Linked DNA regions of Macaca mulatta: region 1 is linked to region 2. Evidence: chromatin contacts called from public Hi-C data. All regions are on one chromosome and are shown on one strand. The core of a region is the stretch at or near the end of the contact, and the rest is flanking DNA. Distances in the headings are between cores, read along the strand shown. Region 1 holds the start of CAAP1 (caspase activity and apoptosis inhibitor 1). Region 2 holds the start of PLAA (phospholipase A2 activating protein).

Region 1 (7,178 bases), core at 2,940-5,439, 53 kb before region 2:
AGAACACAATCTTCTTTGAATTACTCGACTGTAACCTATTCTCCTTCCTTCAGCTCATACAGGCAGGGCTTTGGCGTACCATTTTCCTATGACAGTCTTTCCTCTTTCCTTTCTCTATCACACTATATTCACAAGATTAACAAATTCAGATACTTCGGACAATTCAACAGTCACCTCCTCTGGAAAATCTTCCCTGACCACAGAGGTCAGATAGTTGTTTACAAAGCAGTTTTAAAATAGGTCAATTTTAAAGAACACTATGATAATTAGACTGAAAAAGTAAAAGAATCAGCACTTGTTCTAACAGCTTACAATGAAATAATGTAGAGAAACTGGAATCCTCATACACTGTTAGCAGGAACATAAAATTGTGCAGCTACTTTGGAAGCTAATTTGGCAGTACCTCAAAAAGTTACCGTATGACCCAGCATTTTCATTCCTAGATATATACCCAAGAGAAATGTAATGATATGTCTACACAAAAACTTACTTGTTCTTAACAGCATGACTCATAATAGCCAAAAAGCAGAAACAACACAAATGTCCATCAAGTGATAAATGGAATAATGACATGTTGTATAGCGGTACCTACACATATGTGGTACATATGTACAGCTATACAAAAACAAAACAAAATGTGATATAGTAGCCATAAAAAGGCATGAATCTGTGATACAAAGGAATGAACCCTATGTGCTATAACATGGATGAATCTTGAAAACATTATGCTAAGTAAAAGATGCCAGACACAAAACACCACATATTATATAAGCTAAAAGTTACACATAAGGTTGCTTTCTGGAGTGATGAAAATATTTTAAATCTGACTAGGCAGGGCACAGTGACTCAGCCTGTAATCCCAGCACTTTGGGAGGCCGAGGTGAGCAGATCACCTGAGGTCAGGAGTTCAAGACCAGCCTGGCCAACATAGTGAAACCCCGTCTCTAATAAAAACAGAAAAATTAGCCGGGCAGGTGGCGGGTGCCTGTAATCCCAGCCACTTGGGAGGCTGAGGCAGGAGAACTGCTTGAACCCAGCAGTCTGAGACTGCAGTGAGCCGAGATGGCACCACTGCACTCCAGCCTGGGAAACAAGAGGGAAACTCTATCTCAAAAAAACAAAAACAAAAACAAAAAAATTGACTGTAGTGATGGTTGTACAACTCTATGAATATATGCAAAATCACTTAACTGTACATGTGAAATGGGTGAATTGTATGGTATGTCAACTATATTTCAATAAAGTTCTTCCCCCAAAAATAGAGAACTCAGCGGGGCAAGGTGGCTCATGCCTGTAATCCCAGCACTTTGAGAGGCCGAAGCGGGCAGATCACCAGGTCAGGAGATCTAGACCATCCTAGCTAATACGGTGAAACCCCATCTCCACTAAAAATACAAAAACATTAGCTGGGCGCGGTGGCGGGCGCCTGTAGTCCTAGCTACTCGGGAGGCTGAGGCAGGAGAATGGCGTGAACCGGAGAGGCGGCGCTTACAGTGAGCTGAGAGCGCCACTGCACTCCAGCCTGGGCGACAGAGCAAGACTCCGTCTCAAAAAATAAAAATAAAAACAAAAATTAAAAAAATAAAATAAGGAACTCAATACACAACAGATATAATGGCACTCTCTAAAGTTTGAAATGTTATCTACAAGCCTAATATGCAATGACCTTTTCTTCAAAAATACATTAATTTTTCATTAGAAGATGGGTTTAGTTCTGTACGCAAATGTTTTCAATATTCAACTGACCAATGTTGGTCTCCCCATTACAACGGAGTGTTAGAACTAGGGAAACTGGCCAGGCGCAGTGGCTCACGCCTGTAATCCCAGCACTCTGGAAGGCTGAGATGGGTGGATCACCTGAGGTCAGGAGTTCGAGACCAGCCTGGCCAACATGGTGAAACCCCACCTCTGTTAAAAATACAAAAATTAGCTGGCCATGGTGGCGGGTACCTGTAATCCCAGCTACTCAGGAGGCTAAGCCAGGAGAATTACCTGAACCCGGGAGGCAGAGGTTGCAGTGGGCTGAGATGGTGCCTCTCACTGCACTCCAGCCTGGGCGACACAGTGAGACTCCATCTCAAAAAAAAAAAAAAAAAAAAAAAAAAGGAAACTATTTAAAATAAGAATGGTGATATGCAACACTGAATCTAGAAGGGGTGGGAAAACTGAATAGATCTATATTAAATAATTTTTTAAAGAGTGTTTTAAAAAATCACCCTAAAAATCTCCACTAGACCCAGATACTTCTGACAAATATTTGAGAAGAAAATATAAACCATTCTAGAACACACCAAAAAAACACAAAGCTTCCTAATTCAATCCATTACAAAAATAAAAACTACAGACTGATCTAATTTAGAAACACATACATAAAAGTAAAAACACTGATTTCCAGCCAAGTACAACAAACCAAACAGAACTTGTCCCAAGACTCCAAAGACTGTTCAACATCAACTAACTTATCAATAAATTACAGTATCTGATTAAAGGAGAAAAAGTACGTGATCATCTCAACAGAATACCAGAAAACCACCTGATAAAATCTCTACATAAAGAGAAACTGTACTCTACGAAAGAGAAAAATGAGCAGAGGATATGTACAGAAAATTACACGAGAAGGAATCAAATGGCAAATAAAAATATTAAAATGTTCAATCTCACTAATCAGGAAAATAAAAATTAAAACAAACACAATATTAATTTGACCCATTAGTCTGGCATTTTTTTAAAAAAATGGTTATCAAAAGCTAGTTAAGAATTTCAGAAATAGGTATTCTTATATATGTACTGTTTGCACTATAAATCTGTAAAGTCTCATTTGGAAAGCATTTGGCGGCATTCACCAAGTTTTTAACAGCACAAACTTTGACCCAGGAATTTCAGTGCTGACACTCTCTCCCAACATAACTCTTGTATAAGATATATACATAAAGGTGTTCGTAGTCACAATACAAAAAAACCCTGCAAACCTAAATACCAAAAAAAATAATAAAATACCAGGCAGTCACTAAAAATAACAAACCACGTATATAAAGAAGCCTATCACAACAACGCAGGTACTCAACAGCGGGAATAACACAACACAGCTTAAATGTAGCAACTTAAATACACATATCTGACGAGGAGTGATTAAAAGAGGCCGCGTATCAAAATATTAATGGAGGGGCAAGAAGGACTTAACGCTTTCCCTTTATTTCTGCATTGAATGAATTTAAATTACATTGTTTTGAAACAAATTACGAACTTTTTTTAAACGGCGTTCTCTTGGTAGATTGGTGGCGTATAAAGAACATGGCCTTTGTAGTCAGATATTTGGATTCAAACCTAGGAGCTATTAACAAACTCTGTGACTGTGGGTAAAGTTTCTTAACTTCCTTGGGCCTCAATTTTCTCATCAGTAATGTGGAGTTAACCACATCTATGAAAAGATGAACACGAAGGGAGAACTGTTTGGCTTGCAAGGGAAATGAAGGCTAGCTTCCAACTCATATTCTTCTGGGAGACTGAAACCATAGGAGTGGAAGGAGCCAAGAGTATTAAAAAAAAAAAAAAAGAGATGATCAGGAAATCCAGAAACTTGACGTTCAAGATTTAAGACACGGATGGGAGTGTGGGGCTCACCAGGACTTAGGTAGGAACATGAACCTCAAGCACGGACGACCTTGGGATCGCCGCGCTAGCAGTGAGCTCCAGCCGGCGCCCCATCCCTCTGGTAGCCCGACTTCTTCCGAAAAAGCAGCAGCTCCGGGAAGCGGCCAGAGGGGCGCGCACGCACCTGCTGCAGGGAGCCCGAGACGCTGGAAGAGTCGGTACTCCTCCGCTTCCGGCGCTCACTACGCTCCACGCTGCTCCCGCCCCAGCAGCTGCCGCCGCTCCCACCGCCGGTGACACTTCCACTAAAGCTGGCGTTCCCACAGCAGCTGACGCTCCCGCAGCCCCCGACGCTCCCGCAGCCGCTAGTGCTTCCACTGCCGCCGCTGGCCAAGGCGGGTACGATGTCCGGGGCCGCGAGCGCCGCAGCCGCCTCCTGACTGCTACGTTTGCGCCGTTTCTCCCGGGAGGACTTTTTCCCCGTCATGGTCCCTCTGCTGCAACCATCGGAGGAAAGTCCGCTGCCTGGTGTGACCGAAGCCCGACTCCCGCGGCAGTGGGCGGCAGGCACTGGCGTCGCAGGTTATGCGTCACTTCCGTCCGTGACACAGAACGTGGTGAAGCGTTATGGGCCAGGGTGGCGGAGGGGTTGCTAGAACCAGTTGCGCTTCCTCCTCCGGTCGCTGAGGTCGGTTGGAGTGTGTAGCGGGTAGCCTGTCTAGACAGTTTTTTTGTTTTGTTTTGTTTTTATACCTCCACAAAGCATAGAAGGTGGAACTTATGTCGTTTTACCTTCGAAACTTTTTAGTGTGTTTGTCAGTTTACAGTAAGGTTGAAGTATAGTTGTTGATTCTCCATTTCCGTCTACCTCCAAATCTTAAGATATTAACAACGCTGTAACAATAAAGAGAACCTAGGGAAAAGTTGTTGCATCTCCTTTTCGTCATTACCTGGGCAAATTATGTATTTCTTGCGTAGAGTCTAACATGGACAAGTAAAGAGCTTGAGTTCATTTTTAAAATTGAAAATGGGTCAAAGCTTTATGAGATTTTATGGGTGGATGTAATCTAAACAGAAGGCAGATTTTGAGGAAAGGGAGCTAGAACACTTAAAAAGTGAACCAAGGTCTTTGCCATTTCAGCAGGGGCCTTTAGCCACTGAGGGAAAAACGTAGAGCCTGGGGCAAAACTAGCTGGGTGGTAGTAATTCTGTGCCTTTCCCTGGGGTAAGAAGCAACTAAAGAAGCTTCCCTTCACTTTGTCTCCTATTTGTCTCAGTCATTCAGCAACTACTTAAGTGCCTAAAACAAACCAGCCTAGGGTTAATAACTAGGAATACTTCCAGCCCTAGGAAAACTGTCTTCCCCCAGGCCCCACTCTTAAATTGGTCTTCTAAGGTAAATGCTGGGACTGAGCCCAGTGTGTTCCCAGGGGTTCCATTAAGTATCACACTCATTAAGAGTCATATCTGAAAGGATTGAGAGTGTTGTGTTCACAGATGGGAAAAATACATAAAATTAATAACATGTTACATTTATAAACCTGTTATGAATTGTGTCCCTGAAACCATCCTCATAATTTTAATAAAACTAAATTGCTAGAATTTTTTTTTTTTGAGACTGAGTTTCACTCTTATTGCCCAGGCTGGAGTACAATGCACGATCCCAGCTCACAGTAACCTCCGCCTCCCGTGTTCAAGCGATTCTCCTGCCTCAGCCTCCTAAGTAGCTGGGACTACAGCCATGCGCCACCACGGCAGGCTAAGTTTGTATTTTTAGTAGAGACAGGGTTTCTCCATGTTGGTCAGGCTGGTCTCAAACTCCCGACCTCAGGTGATCCACCCTCCTCAGCCTCCCAAAGTGCTGGGATTACAGGTGTGAGCAACCGTGCCCTGCCAAATCGCGAGATTTTTAACAAAAGATAAGTTTTGAGTAGAAGCATAGCTAAACATTAACAAACTTTTCCTATAGCCCACTTCCTTATAGCTGCTTATTGCTTTATAGATAGTATCTTTGACTCAGTTAAGAAATCTCAAGTTTCCCATTTTGAGATATTTCCCAGATTCTGTACTCCAATGGTGTTATAGGAGTTAAGAAATTATTTTAGATAGATAGAGAGGAAAAGCGGTCTTTGGAAAGTTTTTTTCCTTTTAAAGCAGCTCCAGAAATGTTCCTTGTCTAGCAAGAAAGCTGGGCTGGCAAGCTTTGATATGCAAATGCAGACCATTAGAAACTTGGTTTACTCAGTATGGCGATTCCCCTCTTCTTCTTGTCCCCACGTGCCTAGCAATATGACCATCCCCACATACCCCCACATGTGTAGAACATCATGGCACCCTGCATTTGCATATTAAAAGACTAGGGTGGGAGGGCCACTTTTTTTGCAGGCTATGTGAATGACATACCTGGTCAAACCAATTCCCTGGGTCATATGCAGATTTGTCACCACCTCCTCCAGCCTCATAATTGGCTGTTGCCTGCTGCACCGGGGATTCCCTCTTTTGGCTTGGAGCCCTCTTCCCTCTGGCTGTGTATGAGGGAGCCTCTTATTTCTTGCATATTAAATTCTCCATTCCTTAAAACCACTCCACTTTTGTCTGTATCATTTTATTTAAACCAGCATGAGACAAAGGACTCCTCCAGTCATTGGAACCATATCAGTGGGGTCACTGATGCTACTCCGTTTGAAGACCCCTTCTAAGAAACGAACTCAGCACAAGAATACACTTTCTACCTTCTTATGATTACATCCCCCATGCCCTAACCAATCAGCAACCCCTAGCTCCTCAGCCCCCTACCTACCAACATTTCCTTAAAAACCCCTGTCCAAAACTTACGGGGGGAGGTGATTTGAGGTTCCCTCCCATCTTCTCCCTTGGCTGCCATACCATTATTAAACTATTTCTCTGCTGCAACTCCTGCTGTTTCCATGTATTGGTCTGGTACCATGTAGTGGTTAATAGAACCTGATGGTTCTATAACATCACCCACAAAATTCATATGTTGAATCCCTAAACCCTAACCTCAATGTGACTGAATTTGGAGATAGGGTCATTAAGGAGGTAATTAAGGTTAAATGAGGTCGTAAGGGTGGATCCCTAATCTAACTGGTGTCCTTATTAAAAGAAGAGCCTGGGCCAGTGACGGTGGCTCACGCCTGTAATCCCAGCACTTTGGGAGGCTGAGGCGGGCAGATCACAAGGGAGATGGAGACCATCCTGGCCAACACGGTGAAATCCCATCTCTACCAAAAATACAAAATTAGCCCAGCGTGGTGGCGGGCACCTGTATCCCAGCTACTTGGGAGGCTGAGGCAGGAGAATGGCGTGAACCCGGGAGGCAGAGCTTGCAATGAACCGAGATCACACCACTGCACTCCAGCTTGGGTGACAGAGTGAGACTCCATCTCAAAAAAAAAAAAAAAAAAAAAAAGAGCCTGGTACAGTGGTGCATGCCTGCAGTGCAAGCTACTCAGGAGGCAAACTGGGGAGGATTGCTTGAGGCCAGAAATTCCGGGCTGTGGTGTGCTATACTGATCAGGTGTCTGCACTTAGTTCAGCATCAATATGGTGACCTTCTGGGAGTGGAA
Region 2 (6,551 bases), core at 2,458-4,957:
TTCATTTGCATTAGAGGTAGACAGACCAGGTCAGATTCGGTAAGAGGCAATTTGGTAACGAACAACGAATCTGAAGTTGAATCGGTGGTACTGATTCAAATTTATAGTGGTAAATTTCATTTACCACTTGGCTACATGGGAAAGCAAATTTCACTTACTACTTGGTTCCAAACATTTATAGGATTTCATTAACTTTATTAATATGCTGTTATGAGCTGGGAGTGCTGGCTCACACCTTTAATTCCAACACTTTGGGAGGCTGAGGCAGGAGGATTGCTATAAGCCCAGGAGTTTGAGACCATCCTCGGCAATCTAGTAAGACCCCCATCTCTACAAAAATAAATAAAAGTTAGCCGGGCATGGTGGTTCTCGCCTGTAGTCCCAGTTACTTAAGAGGCTGAGGTGGTGGGAGGATTGTTTGAGCCCAGAAGATCGAGGCTGCAGTGAGCAGTGATCATACCATTGCACTCCACCCTGGGCAACAAAGTGAGACCCTGTCTCAAAAAAAACAAAATGACACACATATTCTATTAATGGCCTGAATGTGTCCCCCAAAGTTCATGTGCTGGAAACTTAATCTTTAATGCAACCATGTTGAGAAGTAGGACCTTTAAGAGGTGATTCGATCGGGAGGGTTCTGCCCCCATGAATGGATTAATGTCATTATTGCTTAGAGAGTGGCTTTGTTATAAAAGCAAGTTTGTCCCCCCATGCCTCTTGCTGTGTGCTCTCTTGCCCTTCCACCATGGGATGATGCAGCAGCAAAGAGGACCTCTCAAGATGCCGATACCTTGATACTGGACTTCCCAGTATCCAGAACTATGAAAAATAAATTTCTTTTCTTTATAACTTACCCAGTCTGTAGTACTCTGCTACAGCAACACAAAAGAGAAGACACGTATCATGAAATAAAAATTGTCAATATGTCAGACTTGAGGACACTTCTACAACACTAAAGGTACGGTTGAGACACTTTAGTTGGCATCAATAAGAACTTAATCACCTAATGACTATAAAACACTCTAACCCTGGGGTATCCAATCTTTTGACTTTCCTGGGCCATGTTGCAAGAAAAATTGTCTTTGGCCACACATAAAATACACTAATAATTACAATAGCTGATGAGCATTTAAAAACATCACAAAAAAAGCCTCATAATGTTCTAAGACAGTTTATGAATTTGTGTTGGGTCACTGTCAAAGTCACCTATGGGCCACAGGATGGACAAGTTTGCTAACGTAACCAGCTGGATATGAGAGACTAGATAATCTTACCTCACTACGCGCTAACACTGTAACTGGCAAAATGCAAGTTCTTCATTGGTGTTAGATAAATACATACAGGAATGAATTTTGAAAAACAAAAACAGAAAAATCATGAGTTTGGCCAGGCATGGTGGGTCACACCTGTAATCCCAACACTGGGAGGCCAAGGTGGGCAGATCATCTGAGGTCGGGAGTTCAAGATCAGCCTGACCAACATGGAGAAATCCCAGTTCTACTAAAAATACAAAATCAGCTGGGCGTGGTGGCACATGCCTGTAATCCCAGCTACTTGGGAGGCTGAGGCAGGAGAATCGCTTGAACCCCGGAGGCAGAGGTTGCAGTGAGCCAAAATCGTGCCACTGCACTCCAGCCTGGGCAACAAGAGCGAAACTCTGCCTCAAAAAAAAAAAAAAAAAAAAAGAAAAGAAAAGAAATCAATAGTTCAATGAAAAACAAAATCACTTTTCAAATAGAGAATCAGTTCAGCCCAAAGTTCTTCAAGTTCCTGGTAAGTACAACCACTCCAGTGATTAAACTCTTGTCAAACTAGTAGTCCCAAAAGTTTAATGACAGGATTCCACTATTAAAACAGGCATCCTTGACTATACTCCTTACTGCAATAGTTATATTCTACTGGGCTTATGCTTCCACTGGATTCCATTTTAAAGGTTAAAAACCTAATAACTCAAACAAAAAGTTAAATATTAGTGTTACTAAGTAGTTTTGGATATTATAGAATTTTAGAGTTAGAAGAGATCTTTAGAGATCATGTCATTCAATTAATACAGGAATTTGCTCTATACTATACCTAGTCTAGTGGACCATCTTGTGTTGATTATACTACTTCAAAAGCCTCCAAACAAACCTACTTCTACACTTACCCCTTCCCAATCTATTCTCTATCATCAGCTAGCAGAAACTTCTCAACACGGAAATCAGATTATGTTGCTCCCTGCTTGAAACTATTTGAAGGCTTCCATTTGCAAACTCCATAACCTGGCTCTTGCCAGCCTCAAAGACCTGCCCTCAGCTCACAGCTAAATTCCTCCTGTTTGCTCCTCCTGCTGTCTGGAATGCTTTTCCAATTCAACCCTCCCCATTTGCTCTTCCACGACCAGCTCCATCCATCTCATGCTTCAAATGTCAGCTTTAAACAAACAACTCCTCAGAGAGGCTTCCTTTAATATCTCTCCACCTAATTATTAACTGTATGTTTTCTTCATATGCCAGTTTTTAATTATTTATTGGCTTGTTTTCTAATGTATCTTCCCCATCAGACTGTAAGAAAGCTCCAGAAAAACTGGCAACTTGTCTGCCTTTATTCCTCTCCAGTATCCCAAACAAATAGGAGGCACTCAATAGTTATCAACTGAATTTATGGATGGTGACTCAAATTCTGAAATTCCTAACAGTGGGAGGGCTACTAAATAACAAATAACCTCAATTCTTCTTTCTGTGAACTGAAATCTGTCTTCTAGTTCTTAAATATCCTGCAACAACCAGCCAAATCAGGGCTGAGCCCGTGAACTCGATCAGGACTGATTCCTAACCTTTTTTTTTTTGGTTCGTGAACCTTTCTGACAAATCCTTTGAAGGTAATGAATGCTCCTTCTCCTCAAGAAACAGCACATGCACAGAAACAAAACATCCAAGAGGTTTCACTCCCTCAAGACCAGCACAGACCACAGACTAAAATTCTAACCTGGACGAGAAGAGGATTCAGCAATACAATTTTTGAGAACTAAAGTCTTCAAAAATTAAATTTTAGAGAAGACTACAGAGCATCTTCTTCGAAAATAAAAAAAGAGACATGTCAGATGTCTTCAAACTACCTCACTTCAGAGGGTGCAATTGGAATCAATAAATTTTCAAGTCTAAAAGAAACTTGGGAGATCATCGTCCAAAAACTGAAGGCCCAAAAGGTAGGAGACTGGTCTGCGGTCAAGTTAGCACAACAAGGCTGGTCTTTGGTCCCCCAAACCGGTGCTCTTTCCACTTAAATCTCGATGGTTTCTTACACAGAGTTTCAGTAGTCTGAGAATTGGAAGGGAGCGGAGAGCAGAGGGAAGACTGGGGGGAGAGAGAGACGGCAGGATTGACAGGGAAGGGTCACTCTCTTTCCACTCTCCGGGAAGCGTGCAACACAGCCGGGGGCAACCTGGGGGCAACTCCCAGGGCTCACCTGTCTGGGGCCCAGAGGCGGGTGGTGCGGTCTCGGGACACGGACACAAAGGCCCCCGGCGGAAAGGGGCAGCACACCAGGCCCCGTACGTCCAGCTCGTGGCCCCGGAGCGAGCAGCTCAGCCGGTACCTGGTGGCGCCGCTCGTCATGGCCAGTGTCTGTTGGGCGCCCGGTGCCCGGGCACTGCGCAAGTCCAGTCCGTAGGGGCGACTCGGAAAGCGCCGGGCCGCGGCCGGAGAAGGGCCTGTAGGTAAGTGGCGGCCGGAGACCGGAAGAGCCCGAGAGCCGGTACGGAAGGGCGGCTGGGAAGGGGCGCGCCGAGCGGGCCGAGTGACACAGCAAGCCTGACAGGCACACCGGAATTCATCATCGGCCTCAGCCCTCCATGACGCAGAGTGTGTGCGTCTCGGCAGCTGACGGCGATGTGGAGCTGAGCTCGCTTTACTCCTGGGCTCGGGACTCCCCGCCGAGGAAGAGAGAAAGAGCCCCTCCCTGCCACCAGGACGCCCGACCCGGGGATCCTTCCCAAACCCAGATCTCTTCCGACTCCGGGCCCAACCGTTTGTCGTAATTCGGGACGCGGGCCGGGACTACAACTCCCATAATGCCGCGCCAGTTGGCGTGAACATCCAGCGCGCCGAATCCGGATATTTTAAGCCTGAGTTCTTCGCGCTGGGCTTGGCGGAATGGCTGAGTGAGATTGTTTGGTGTGTACTGTTAGGTCATCCTCACCTCTTTTCCCTGATAATCTCGAGGTTTTTGCAAGTTAACTGTGTTTTTCAATTAAAACGAGAAAGCTTGAGGCCAAATTGGGAACTATTAATCACTGAACTATTCCTCCGTTTCAAGTTATCCGAATGTCCTACCCTCTATTGTCAAATTTACAAACAAATACAGTGGTCCAAGTCAATTTTTTAAAGGTATAACTACTTTTTTCTGGCGACTTGTTAAAATGTAGATTCTGATTCAGTAGGTCTGGGTTAGAGCCGAGATACGTATTGTTAACAAGCCCCCCGCCCACCCACCCGTGGTGCTACTTGCTGGTCATTATCAGATCTTACTGAGTACCAGGGTCAACATGACCTGTCTCTTTACTTTGTTTCCCTCCCATCCGCTATTCTCTCGCATCCAACTACACTTTTCTACAAACCTTTCTAAATTGCTAAGCCCAATTCACACTTTTCTGATTTCTCCCCTTCCTAAAACTCCCACTCTAGGTTTGGAATCACTTTTCTCCTGGTTTGGGAGATCATTCTTGAAATGTTGCCTTTTGATACTTCTTTGCTACCATATCCCCTCCCTGGGTGGATTATTTACTACTTTGCTTATTTCTAAAGCTGTATTCCCATATTGTCTTTTCCAAACTCTAGATCTGTATTTCTAGCTATCTGTTAGAAATCTCTACCAATTAGTCTTACTTAAATTATTTCAACTTTTCTTTAGCCTTTCTACCCCTTCTCTCCAGCCAATCCTACACATTAAAATATATTTGTGAAATACACACTTTATTGTTTTTTATCTGCTTGACGACCTCTGATGGCTTTCCATTTTTTTGTTGTTGTTTTTTGTTTGTTTGTTTGTTTGAGACGGAGTGTTGCTCTGTTGCCAGGCTGAGTGCAGTGGTGCGATCTCGGCTCACTGCAACCTCCGCCTCCTGGGTTCAAGCGATTTTCCTGCCTCAGCCTCCCGAGTAGCTGGGACTACAGGAGCGCGCCACCACGCCCAGCTAAATTTTGTATTTTTAGTAGAAACGAAGTTTCACCATGTTGGCCAGGCTAGTCTCAATCTCTTGACCTCGTAATCTGTCGGCCTCTGCCTTCCAAAGTACTGGATTACAGGCGTGAACCACCATGCCCGGCTGGCTTTCCATTCTTACAGTACAGCATTACATAGGGCCTTTCTTTTTTTTTTTTTTTGAGACGGAGTCTCGCTCTGTCGCCCAGGCTGGAGTGCAGTGGCGCAATCTCGGCTCACTGCAAGCTCCGTCTCCCGGGTTCACGCCATTCTCCTGCCTCAGCCTCCCGAGTAGCTGGGACTACAGGCGCCGGCCCCTGCGCCCGGCTAATTTTTTCTATTTTTAGTAGAGACGGGGTTTCACCATGGTCTCGATCTCCTGACCTTGTGATCCGCCCACCTCGGCCTCCCAAAGTGCTGGGATTACAGGCGTGAGCCACCACGCCCGGCCTACATAGGGCCTTTCACACAATCTCCCTAATCTGTTTTACTAGATTCATCTCCCTCTGTTTTCTCTCTTATTCTAGCCATTTCGAATTTGTCACCATTCCCTGAACACATTATACTGTATGCTGTCCATGTCTCTATGCTCTTTGTACATGCATTTTTTTTTTTTAACTTAGAATTCCACTTTCTCCATCTGTCATAGTTCAACACCAGTTTATCTTCTGGTTTCTTCTAGTTCCCCTGGGGAACCAATGCAGTTTTATTTGTTGTCAATATAGTATTTACTGCATTCTAATATATTCTTTTATGTCTGTCTTTTCTACCGGACTACATTTTATTATTATCAAGACCTTTTATTTTACATGAATCTTAACCATCTAGTTTACTGCCTCCTATATAACAGGAAATGTTTTTCAACTTTGTATTCAGTTTACCAATTTTCACAGTCTCTCATTTAGTTCTCAAAATAACCCTGCAAGGTAGATAGTATTATTATTCCCATTTCACACATAAATAATTTGCCTCGTTTAAAAAATGTTAATTTGGAGGCTATTAGGTTGAGATAGCTCCAGCTCTGGAGCCCAACTCAATGTAAACAGTAAAATGAAACTTAAGCTTAACTAACAGAAACAGACAAACCTCTAACTATGGACTTTCCACTTTAACCAATCAAGTAAGTATATTTTCTTGGTCTTGCTTCCACCAACCCTTTATAAAAGTTTTCGCCTCATGCTGTAATTGCCCAACTGTGTTCTTACCTGCTGCCTTCCAAAAAAACCAATGCACTGAGAACTACAAATGTTGCAGCAGGGAAAGATGAATAATCACAGAGCCAGCCGAGCGAGGAGGATGGGAGATATTTCTCAAATCCACCTCCAAGAATGTAGAGGCTAGGTTTTTAAAGGATCAGTTGGTGGGCAGGA

The links. Hi-C and Micro-C count contacts between places; a contact is called where the count stands out from the background.
Region 1: a contact with region 2 is called in a Hi-C map of liver, with 3 times the contacts expected there. The contact joins the promoter of CAAP1 here to the promoter of PLAA in region 2. A contact is called at or near these places in 2 of 14 Hi-C or Micro-C datasets (cortical neurons and liver).

The regions. Positions count from the first base shown.
Region 1 is chr15:72,369,383-72,376,560 of T2T-MMU8v2.0, reverse strand. It overlaps CAAP1 (caspase activity and apoptosis inhibitor 1), which reads right to left and starts at 4,189. Exons shown (of 6, transcript NM_001194328.1): 1 at 3,776-4,189. The coding sequence starts at 4,078.
Region 2 is chr15:72,316,895-72,323,445 of T2T-MMU8v2.0, reverse strand. PLAA (phospholipase A2 activating protein) reads right to left here and starts at 3,707. Exons shown (of 14, transcript NM_001260548.1): 1 at 3,448-3,707. The coding sequence starts at 3,596.